Linked DNA regions of Pan troglodytes: region 1 is linked to region 2. Evidence: chromatin contacts called from public Hi-C data. All regions are on one chromosome and are shown on one strand. The core of a region is the stretch at or near the end of the contact, and the rest is flanking DNA. Distances in the headings are between cores, read along the strand shown.

Region 1 (6,324 bases), core at 3,173-5,672, 180 kb before region 2:
GCCATGCTGGGATGCTCTAACTTCAGGGTCCGTGGGAAAGAAAAACGCTGATCCAGTTGATCCTCAGGAATCTACCGAGGCCAACCCCCGTGGGAGGTTGCCCTGGCAGGTACAATAACTAAAACATCTGGACCAGCCCTCGTAGCTCTGGGGCTTCTTAAAACATCTGGACCAGCCCTCGTAGCTCTGGGGCTTCTCTGCTTGAGGTCAAAGGATACATAGAATCCCTACGTAATCATGGGCAGGGGGGTGGGGGAAGAAAGAGTATGTAATTGGCTCACACCTGCTCAGCAAAGCTTAGCTAGATAAATACGGAATAATTCGAGCTGCTGTGGGCCTGACTTCCAATCTTTCTGCCCTTCACCACCTTAGCCACTTTAGGGGAATGTCTGTCCTTCCAGACTCAGAGAAGGTGTAAAATTCTCCTTTTCACTCCTATATCTCTAAAAATCTGAAGTCCCAGAAAGGAGCCGTAGGGCACGCACAAAGTTTCACCGCTGGTTAATTCATTCAAGTTCAATTTAGCTGTGCATCTGAAAGAGAAAGTGAAGCACTTCCCCCTCCAGGAATCTGATATGCCGCAAGCAAGGTGAGATGATGTCGGCAAGTATTGCTGTCAACCGGTAATGGTTAAAGTCACGAGTCTGAGAAAGCTTAAAATAAGCCTTTCTACTTGGCCTCTCTCTCTACTTGTGAAAAACCAACAGTCAGTCCCAGCTTTGCGGAGGACAGGGCAGTGGAGAGGAGTGTCCTATTAGCTCACAAAAATACTACTTGGCAAGGGAGTAAATAACGAGACTCAAATTAATTTAAAACAAAGTAACCTATAATTATATTGTTTGTATTCTTGTTGTATTCCCTACCCCCGTCCCCGTTGTTTGAGCTTAATGGGTTTAAATATATCTTGTTATTTACCAGTTTACCATAGAATCGTTTGTTTTGTAATAAAAGCTTCCAAGAGCTTGTGTCTGTCTCATTGGCTTCAATTGTATAGCCATTGCTATGAGGTTCTTAGTCCATAATAACTGACGTTTCCACTCGTAAATATCCCAAAATGTAAGGTATAAACTGATTTGTCTGTTCTGACTAGAGCCTGAGAGAGTATTTGGCACATAAAAGATACCAAACAAATGGTTTAAATTGACCGAGGAAGAGAACTGTCTGCAACCTGCATTTCTTACCATATTTACCGTTCAACGCAATGAGGAAAAGTAAAAAAGGGCCGAGGAGAATCTTCCACCTGCTTTGCACTGATGAAGGTGAAAAAAAAAAACAAAAAACCACAGGTAAACAGGCCTCACACTTATACTTCAGAGATCCTTGTAAAAATAAATGAGAGGCTGGGCACAGTGGCTCACACCTGTAATCCCGCACTTTGGGATGCCAAGGCAGGCAGATCAGTTGAGCCCAGGAGTTGGAGACCAGCCTCAGCAACATGGAGAAACCCCGTCTCTACAAAAAATACAAATATTAGAGACTAGGCTGGCCAACATGGTGAAACCCCGTCTGTACTAAAAATGCAAAAATCAGACGGGCATGGTGGCTGGGGCCTGTAATCCCAGCCATTCGGGAGGCTGAGGCAGGAGAATCACTTGAATCGGGGAGGCGGAGGTTGCAGTGAGCCAAGATAGTGCCATTGCACTTCAGCCTGGGCAACAAGAGCGAAACTCCATCTCAAAAAAACAAAAACAAAATAAATTAGCTGAGTGTGGTGGTGGGCACCTGTGGTCCCAGCTACTGGGGGCAGGGAAAGGTTGGGGCTGAGGCAGAAAGATCAGTTGAGGCTGGGAGGCCAAGGCTGTAATAAGCCATGATCGTGCCACTGCACTCCAGCTTGGGTGACAGAGTGAGACCTTGTCTAAATAAATAAATAGTTTCTTATACTTTCTGTAGGAAAACACTCAATGAAAATTTCCTGTAAAATTATGAATCATTATTTGTGAATCTAATATTCGTACCCTTTGTCAGGCATGACTTTTCTGAATTTTTAAACATTAAATTCATGCCAAACATGAGAAAGCAATGTAAAATTGCCTGTTCCGCAATCACAGCCCCTTCCCAAACCTCTACTTTCCCATACTTTTCTCCCAGCACCATAAAAGAGCCAGATGCAGTAACTAAATTAGAAAATGGTTTAGTGAAATGGTAACATCCCGGGCATTCTGCATGGTGTGCAGGAAGGGAGGATCTGCCTGAGCAGATCCATGAGTGGGAAGAATGCATTTTAACCAGGTGCTGTATCAGAGTCTGATCCCTGTCTTTTCCGAAGCTTCAACTCCCCACCCTGAACACCTACTGTGTCCCCATGCTCAATGGGTGCACGCACACAGTGTCAGAGCAAACTTCTCACTGCCCCTGAAAACAGTGTGCCCTCCCTAATCTACATCTTGCCCTAAGCCGTTCTTTTCCCCTCCCTCCCTCTAAAACAACTGAAATGTTACCTTGTCTATGAAGTTTTCCCCATCCTACCCCCACAGCCTTAAGCACTCCTTCCTGTGTTCAGCTCTACTATAACACCATCACTCTATAATGACTTGCACATTTCTTCCATCAGGCCATGACTCCTAGAAGCAAAGAGCCCCCTCTTCTCCCAGCTACCAGCACACTGCCTTGTCTCTGGCAGGTGCCCTTAACATTTGGTGCATAAATAAGTGCCATCATTGCTATGACGACGACAAAGGTTCTTGCACCAAGGTGAGTTTTAATGTAAAAAAAAAAAAAAAAAAAAAAAAGCCCCAACGCAAGCAAGCCTTTCCCTTAGGACTATCACTTTTTTTTTGGTTTTTTTTTTTTTTTTTTTTTTTTTTTTTTGAGGTGGAGTCTCACTCTGTCACAGCGCCCAGGCTGGAGTGCAGTTGCATGATCTTTGCTCACTGCAACCTCTGCCTCCCAGGTTAAAGTGATTCTCCTGCCTCAGCCTCCCGAGTAGCTGGGATTACAGGTGCCCACCACCACGCCCAGGTAATTTTTTTTTTTTTTTTTTTTTTTTTTTGAGACAGAGTCTTGCTCTGTTGCCCCAGGCTGTAGTGCAGTGGCGCAATCTCGGCTCACTGCAAGCTCCGCCTTCTGGGTTCACGCCATTCTCCTGCCTCAGCCTCTGAGTAGCTGGGACTACAGGAGCCTACCACCACGCCCAGCTAATTTTTTGTATTTTTTAGTAGAGACAGGGTTTCACCGTGTTTGCCAGGATGGTCTCGATCTCCTGACCTCGTGATCCGCCCACCTCAGCCCCCCAAAGTGCTGGGATTACAGGCGCGAGCCACCGCACCCGGCCACGCCCAGGTACTTTTTGTATTATTAGTAGAGATGGCGGTTTCACCATATTGGCCAGGCTGGTCTCAAACTCCTGACCTCAGGATCTGCTTGCCTCGGCCTCCCAAAGTTCTGGGATTACAGGCGTGAGCCACCACACCCAGTCAGGAATATCACTTTGCCGGGCCTTCCCTCTTGGCAGCCTCCCCTTCTCCAAGCCCCTGAAACTCCAGGAGGACCTAATGTTATTATTAACAGCTTATTATTCTCTGCGGGGCTGTAGCTGCCTAGATTTTAAGCTCCGCCTCCACTAACAAAACTGCTGTGTATCAGCAAGCCTGGTAGAACACGGAGACAGCACCCAATCCTAAAATGAAGGTCGAAGTCATACAAGGTGTCTCTAGTAATTTTTTCTCAATTTCTGAAACTGTCCTTCACTCCATCCTCCCATTATTCTTTGTACATCCCTGTGTGATCCCATTCATCGCAGTAAACCACCTACACAATACAATCCTCACCGACACCATAACTAGGTGAGTGTGATTTTTCTTCCATTCAAGGTTTGAGCTCACAGGGAAGAAAAATTCTTTCGAAAGTCTTACTCATTCCTGGCCAGGCGCAGTAGCTCATGCCTGTAATCCCAACACTTGGGAGGCTGAAGTGGGCGGATCACCTGAGATCAGGAGTTCGAGACCATCCTGGCCAACATGGAGAAACCCCATCTCTACTAAAAATACAAAAACTAGCTGGGCGTGGTAGGGGACGCCTGTAATCCCAGCTACTCAGGAGGCTGAGGCTGGAAAATCACTTGAACCTGGGAAACGGAGGTTGCAGTGAGCCGAGATTGCGCCACTGCACTCCAGCTTGGGTGAAAGAGCGAGATTCCTTCTCAAAAACAAACAAAAAAGTCTTACTCATTCCTTATCCTTACAGAGGGCCTGACAAGGCTGGGGGCTCAAGCAGGACTGAATGCAGGGAGGGAGGTATGAGTGGAGGCACCCAGCCAGCCCTTTGCACATGTTTGCATCATCCAAACTGCAGGGAAGTGGGGCTGGGGAGATGCAGACATAACTCCAGTGCCTCGGGCGGCTGTGCTGCTCTCAGTTCCTCAGCATCTGCCCGGAACGTGTTCCTTCCCTGACTAGCCCACTGCTGCTCTTGGTTTCATGTTCCCCTTTGGGGAGCTAGAGTAGCCATTTCTGCTTCTGTGGCGCCCTGGGTCTCTGCGTTAGTGCAATGTTCAGAATTTCACAGAGTAGGGGAACTCCAGAGCAGAAACTGCTGACAAAACAGAGCCCAGAGGTGGCAAAGAAAATCCCCAATGCCCAGAGTGCTGCAATTGGATGCCAAGGGCTGTGGCCTCTAACGCAGCCTGCAGAGAAGGTTGAAATAAATGCGGCAGTAAAGAGAAGGTACTGGAATCCTTCTTTGCCAAAAACAAAGGGCATTGACTAGGACACTTGAGCTGGAAGTGATGCCTTCTTCACTGCAGATGGAATCAGGCAATGACGATCATTTTCTTTGTGTGTGGAGCTCTGAAGGGTCAGAGACTGCGGATTGGATCGGAACCTGCCCACTGCCTTCCCCTGTGGCTGCATCCTTTTAGCAGCGGTGACGGTGGTGACAAATGAGGGTCAGCAGTGACTGGCCCTCTGAAACAGATGCTGCTTTGGCTAGAACTGTACAGACTGCCGGCCAGCATGGGGGCTCTGCTAGGATTCTGAGGACACATCCTCCCTGCAGGAAGACAAGAAGCTCATCTGTCCAAATCCTGCTGGACAAGAGGGCACAGAGGAAGCATGCACTTCACAGAATCTAGTCGACTCGGGCTTTCTCTTATCCCCAGTTAGCGCACACACCTCCTGAAGAACTCCTGCAATGTCCACCCTGCACCTCATTCTCTGGGTGGCTACAGATTTTCCCTGGGGTCTTTCTATCCCTGATGGGGACAAAGGGCACCTAGCTCAGCCATTGTGCCTCAGGCCTGCCCTCTGGTGGCGAACAAAGAGTGTGCACGTGGTCCCCTGCGTGCTGGTCTCCAAGCCAGGGCAGGGCCTTGGAGATCACTTGTTTCCGTTGGTGTGCCCAAGTACTCCCCTCCATCAGAATCACCCTGGGCCCCAGCTCAGACATCCTGAACAGAATATCCAGAGGTAAGGTCCAGGAAGGTTTTTAAACTAGTCTACTTCTGGACACTTAGCGACAGATCCAGCCCACTCCACCCTCTATTTATAGAAGGAGGAAAACATGGACTAGGAGGAAGGGCTCACTCCCTACCTAGTGAGGGCTGCACTCACCACAGGGCATCACTGGTCTGCTCTTTGTCCAGGGGGAACATTATGAAAGAGTGGTAAATATTATCACTCTCATTCCACTTGTCTGCCTTCTGGAAACAGTACAATCTTCTAAAATATAGTTATGTTGTCAGTGAGGAGGAAATTAACATGTATTGAGCACCTACCATGCTCTAAGCATAGCACTGAGTGCTTTAAATACATCTGCTTTAATCTTCTCCAAAATCCTACTGGGTAAATCTTCAGATCCTCATTTTATAGACGAGGAGATAAAAGCACAAAGAAACCTCTTGTTCCAGGCCCAGATTCTAATTTGGGTCTGTGTGACCCCAAAGCCCAAGGGGCTAGTTCTTTTTTTTTTTTTTTTTTTTTTTTTTTTTTTTTTCCTTTTCTAAGACTGAGTCTCACTCTGTTGTCCAGACTGGAGTGCAGTGGCGTGATCTCAGCTCACTGCAACCTCTGCCTCCTGGGTTCAAGTGATTCTCATGCCTCAGCCTGTCGAGTAGCTGGGATTACAGGTGCCCACCACACCTGGCTAATTTTTGTATTTTTAGTAGAGATGGGGTTTCACTATGTTGGCCAGGCTGGTCTCAAACTCCTGACCTCGTGATCTGCCCGCTTCAGCCTCCCAGTGTTGGGATTACAGGCATGAGCCCCCGCGCCTGGCCAAGGCTAGTTCTTTTAATGGTAAGGTACTTGTTTAGTAGAAACTGGGACCGACCTTGTGCAAGAGGTGGGCACAGGTGATCGGCTGTCTTTCTTTACTCCTTCCACTGTC
Region 2 (5,868 bases), core at 2,135-4,634:
ACTTGGACAAGGCCATTTACTCTAGACCTGTTTCTCTACAGGCAAACAACAGGAGGCAGTTAGCTAGTTCTGAAGTTTCTTCCCATTCTAAAATCTAAGACAGTATGCTAAACATGGGCAAATAACTTAAAATTGCATAGGAATATGTGATACAAGTAACGTTTAAAGACTCATACATTCATCCTAATTTACTGTGGGAAATAATATAACCATCTTACATTCTGAAATATATGACACTTAAAGGTTTTGGGAATTAACCCATCAAAACCTGGAGCAGCAGCATCCATCTTAAAATCTCCAAACTCCATCGCTACCTGGTGAGGGCTCAAACTCTCTTCCCTAAAATAATCTTCAGGCCACACTGGAAGCACCTCCCTCTTACGAAAGATACTGCATGACCTTTAAGCATCCAAGTGGTTTTGAAAAGACTTCATCTGGCCATATGCTCACTGCTCCCATTACCTCTTTCCCAAGAGTTGAATTAAAGAAAGGTTAGGCAAGAACCCTTCCAAGAAGGCTCCCGGTTCTCACGACTAGGAACAATCTGAGGACAAGATGTCTGGGCAGCGGAATGTTATGAAAAGACCCTGGCCTGGGTTGTCTATCAGCCTGGTCCGTTAACTTTCAACTGCCCGAGTGCGTTTTTAATTCCGTTTCTTTAAATGCATGGCCCCAGACTCCCTGACGTGTGCAATCCTGGGTGGTTCAGGAGACTGCTCTCAGCTTTACTGGGCGCACAACCCATCGCTTTAAAAAAAAAAAAAAAATCACTTGGGCAACTTCGAGAAATCTAATAAAAAAATAAAAAAGGAGAAAGGAGAAGCAAGGCACAGCCTCTCACCCCACACGTGACTGAAGCCACCCCTAGACGAGCAAATGAATTTTCCTGACAAACATGTGGCAACAAAGGAATGTTCGCTGGGGGCTCCCGCGCCCGCCAGACGCTGCCCGCCCGCGGGCCCCGCACACCTGATCCCCGACACGTCCCGCGGCAGCCGCCCGCCCCGCCCCGCTCCCGCGCGTCCATCCCCCGGCGTCCCCGCCGCACGTCCCCATCCCGGCCCACGTCCCCTCCGCGGCCCGCTCCGCCCACCCGGCCTCCCCGCCCCCCAGGCCCGCCCCCGCCCCGCCCCGCCCGGCTCCGCTGCTGGGGACCACCCCCCGCACCAGGGGGATCCGCGCTACCCGCGCCGCTCCCGGACCGCGAACCCAAACGGCCCCCGGCCCAAGACCCCAGGAGGCAACAGAGAGGCCCGGAGCAAGGCAGGCGCCCCTCCTCTTGACAGGGGACGGGAGCTGTCAGTCACCTGGACATCCCATGCCTGGGCCAATCAGCTGCCTTCTCCTCCCGCCTCCCGCGCCGCGCCGGTGGCGGCGGCCGGGGCTGCTCCTCCTCCCCCATCCCCTTCACTGAGCCTCGGCCCCACACTCACTATTGAGGCCGGCCGGCGGGGGCAGAGACTGCTCATTTTCCTCGCAGTTGTTGTTGTTGTTGTGCAGGGGCGGCGGCGGCTCGACTAGGTGGGACGACATCGTCGGACAGCTGGCAGGGCTGCGGCAGCAGCAGGACCGTCTCCGGCACTCAGGCAGCAACACAACAAGCCGAGTCCGCCGCCCCCTTTTCTGCGCCTGCGCCGTCCCTCCCCTACCCCTGACGTCAGGGCCCGCCCAGGCCACGTGATGACAACACAACAAGCGACCGGACGGGGCAGGGGCGCTCCCCTGCGGGCCCCGGACGTGGAGACGCTCGAGTCAGGCTGACGCGCGCGCCGGGAACGAACTCTTGCGCGTGACTTGGGATGACCGGATGGGATGAGTGATGCCAATGGCAGTGGGAGAGAGGATGAGGAGAAGCGGAATGAGGAAGTGCGCTCCTGTGTTCGCGCCCGTGCCTCCTCTCACACAGGCTCCACACTGCTTCACCCAGCCCTGCGCATGCATCTGTTTTCTACCTCTTAGGACTCACTTCTGCAATAGGTGTCTTGGGGACACAAAAGAAGCCCCAAACCCAGGTGCCTCCACGTGTAAACTCCAAATAAAGCTGCTGAAACATCAACACTCCATACGGGAAACAAGGGAAGGCCGCCCCCAAATTTAATTGTTACAGAATTTTTAAAATGTCGATTACAAACACACCATCATTGTGAAAAAAAGAGAAAGAAGAAAGGGGAAGAAGGAAAAAAGAAAAATTCAGGAAAACAGAGAGAAGAAAGTACTCACCCAAATCCCATCGACTAATCGCTTTCTGGGACATGACGTGGGAAGCCGTTTATCCTGTACGTGGATGACATTAAACTATGTTCCTGAGCACACCTCCTACTTCACATCTCCATGTCTTCGTCCAGTCTCCTTGGTCTGATTTATGAGTGACATATGTTTCTCGCAGTCTCTAACTTGTCTTTTAATTTGTTTTTTTCACTCTGTAGAAGCTTAAGGTTTTCATGTAATCAGATTTATCATTCTTACATGGCTTGGGGAGACCTTCACACCAAGATTATTAATCTGTAATTCCCTTATAACTTTTTCTAATTTTCTTATAGGCTTAACTTTACATTTAGAGCTCTAATCCATCTGAAATTTATTTTCCATATGCTGTAAATTATTTAACTTCAATTCTTCCCAATTTTTGTAGCCCATTGACCTAATAATATTAATTTTAAGCCATCCTTTCTACACTGATTTGAAATTGCACCTTTGTCACTCTCTGACCACAAAAATGTGAGTCTGTTTCAGGGCTATCTGCAATACCTCTGTTAGATAACTATTAAAGTTTCTCTTCCTTTGTCTTTTTCAGATGTTAATGGCTAGTTACTCTTCAGATGAACTTAAAAATGGACTTGTCCAAGATTGACCTTGTGTTGGTAATTATTGAAGCTATGTAATACATTAAAGTATTCCTCTAATTTTTTAATATATTTGAAAAATTCCATGCTAAAAGGTTTTTTTTAAGGATTGATTTGTCAAATCCCTTTGCAAATTCTTTTAAGATTTTGGTCAGAAATGAACTCTATTAATAGATCGAGTGCTGTTTCTGGTCATACCCGGAAGCAGGAGTTCAAGCCGCAGCTGGTAGGGATTGGCGGCTGCTGGCCATCTGAGTTTTATTCAAACTGCTCCCCGTGAAGCCAGTCTTCAGCCAGAATGTCCAGCAGAAACAACAACAAGCTGCCCAGCAACCTGACTGCAGTTACAGAATCTGATGAAGCGAGACCCACCACCCTCCATCTAGGAGTTTCTACAGCAGTATAATCACTACACATCCAATGTGGGGATTTTCAAATTGCAACCATATAAACCCGGTAAAGAACTAGCAGAGCTGGTGGTGTTTATGGCACAGAACGTCCTAAATATGTGCATCTGAATAATAGGGGAGAGAGAAACTTCAGAAGAGCCTTTACTTTGTTATAGATTAGTTACTGCTACCCAGGGTATCTAAGTAATTTTCCTCAAGTGGTGAAAGATCTTCTGTCCTGTAATCATACTGTATTGGATCCAGATCTTCGAATGACATTTTGCAAAGCTTTGATCTTGCTGAGAAATAAGAATCTCATCAATCCATCAAGCCTGCTAGAACTCTTCTTTGAACTTCTCTGTTGCCATGATAAGCTTCTGCAAAAGACTTTATACACATATATCGTGACTGATATCAAGAATATAAATGCAAAACACAAGAATAAAGTGGATGTAGTATTGTAAAATTTCATGTACACCATGTTAAGAGATAGCAATGCAACTGCAGCCAAGATGTCTTTAGATGTTATGATTGAACTCTACAGAAGGAACATCTGGAATGATACCAAAACTGTCAATGTTATCACAACTGCATGTTTCTCTAAGGTCACCAAGATATTAGTTGTTGCTTTGACATTCTTTCTTGGAAAAGATGAAGATGAAAAACAGGCCAGTGACTCCGAATCTGAGGATGACGGACCAACAGCAAGAGACCTGCTAGCACAGTATGCTACAGGGAAGAAAGTTCCCAAAACAAGAAAAAGTTGGAAAAGGCAATGAAAGTGCTCAAGAAACAAAAGAAGAAGAAAAAAACAGAGGTGTTTAACTTTTTAGCCGTTCACTTGATTCATGATCCCCAAAATTTTGCAGAAAAACTACTAAAGCAGCTTGAGTGCTGTAAGGAGAGGTTGGAAGTGAAGATGATGCTCATGAACCTCATCTCAGATTGGTGGGAATTCATAAGCTCTTCCTCTTCAATTTCTATCACTTTTTGCGAAGGTTTCTGCAGCCCCACCAAAGAGAAGTAACAAAGAACCTTCTGTTTGCTGCACAAGCATCTCATCACCTAGTACACCCAGCGATTATTCAATCATTGCTTATGACTGTGGCCAACAATTTTGTTAACGACAAGAACTCTGGAGAAGCCATGACAATAGGAATCAATGCTGTAAAAGAGACAACAGCTCAGTGTCCTCTGGCCATGACTGAAAAGCTTCTCCAAGACCTGGCTCAGTATAAAACACACAAGGATAATAATGTAATGATGTCTGCTAGAACTTTGATTCGGCTCTTCCGAACACTGAATCCTCAGATGCTGCAGAAGAAATTCTGGGGTAAGCCTACAGAAGCCTCCATAGAAGCAAGAGTACAAAATATGGAGAATTAGATGCTAAAGATTACATTCCAGGAGCAGAAGTTCTGGAAGTTGAGAAAGAGGAGAGTGCTGAAAATGATGAAGATGGATGGGAAAGTACCAGTCTCAGTGAGGAGGAGGATGCCGATGGCGAATGGGTTGATGTGCAACACTCTTCCAATGAAGAACAGCAAGAAATTTCCAAGAAGCTGAACAGCATGCCCATGGAGGAGCAGAAAGCCAAAACTGCAGCCGTCAGCACCAGTCGAGTTTTAAGTTAGGAAGACTTCCAGAAAATCCACATGGCGCAAATGAGAAAAGAACTTGACGCTGTCCCCCGGGAAATCCCAGAAGAGGAAATATATTGAAATCGACAGTGATGAAGAGCCGAGGGGTGAATTACTTTCTCTTCCAGACATTGAACGCCTTCATAAAAAGCCAAAGTCTGACAAAGAGACAAGACTAGCAACTGCAATGGCTGGAAAGACAGACCGAAAAGAATTTGTGAGGAAGAAAACCAAAGTGAATCCATTTTCCAGTTCAAAAAGTAAAGAGAAGAAAAAACAGAAGAACTTTATGATGATGTGGTATAGCCAGAACGTCTGGTCAAAAAATAAGCGTTCCTTCTGAGAAAAACAATTGGCGCTGCGAGATGCCTTTTGAAAAGAGAAAAAGAATGAAGTAACTTCCCAGAAAGTTTTCCATTCCAAGAAGAATGCTAAGTTTGTGTCATTACTCTGAAAATTGGTAAATCAAGCATGTTTGTTTACATTAAAAAGTCCAGAAGCACTATATTATGAAAACTGCTGAAAATGTGGCAGCAATTTGGCGTTTTTATTTTGGGGACAGCTAATGATGGGAAATGTTAATGTAAATAGTGGTGGTAGTGTAATATCATTTATCATTCATGCAAAAAAAGTATTGAGTGCCTATTAATTGTCACTGTAGATACAAAATGACTGAGTTGTAACTACCCCTTCACTCAAGGCATTGACAGCTTAGTTGTGGGGGTGGACACAGACGTGTATTTACAGTGCAGTGTAAATAGTTCTCTAGTAGAGGTAGGTCCACATTTCTATGCAGACACTGAGGCCTTATGGACTAACTCTGTGGGGATGGGGGTTATATATTCCTGTAAAACAAAGCAAAACAGGACAATTGTAACAAGAGTAAGAGGTTCTTACTTGCATATAATAGGCTTACCTGCTGAAAACAGGCCCCTGCTGTACAGATTTTGGGTACATAATTTAGCTCTTTTAGTCAATCCAAAAGATTTAAATGAC

Evidence for each region. Hi-C and Micro-C count contacts between places; a contact is called where the count stands out from the background.
Region 1: a contact with region 2 is called in a Hi-C map of stem cell-derived neural progenitor cells, with 3 times the contacts expected there. The contact joins the enhancer-like site here to the promoter of BNIP3L in region 2. A contact is called at or near these places in 2 of 7 Hi-C or Micro-C datasets (blood and stem cell-derived neural progenitor cells) and 1 of 1 datasets of contacts at active chromatin or transcription factors (stem cell-derived excitatory neurons).

Annotation. Positions count from the first base shown.
Region 1 is chr7:34,920,834-34,927,157 of NHGRI_mPanTro3-v2.0_pri, reverse strand. All of the region lies in intron 1 of DPYSL2 (dihydropyrimidinase like 2), which reads right to left. Among named protein-coding and RNA genes, the nearest start is that of DPYSL2, 57 kb to the right of the region's middle. Within about 2 kb of position 4,422, at least 12 of the 24 cell types and tissues checked have an H3K27ac peak or open chromatin away from gene starts, as enhancers often do. A contact at or near this core is called in stem cell-derived neural progenitor cells, where this site is marked.
Region 2 is chr7:34,737,923-34,743,790 of NHGRI_mPanTro3-v2.0_pri, reverse strand. It overlaps BNIP3L (BCL2 interacting protein 3 like), which reads right to left and starts at 3,384. Exons shown (of 6, transcript XM_001162300.8): 1 at 1,434-3,384. The coding sequence starts at 1,533. It also overlaps the pseudogene LOC472721.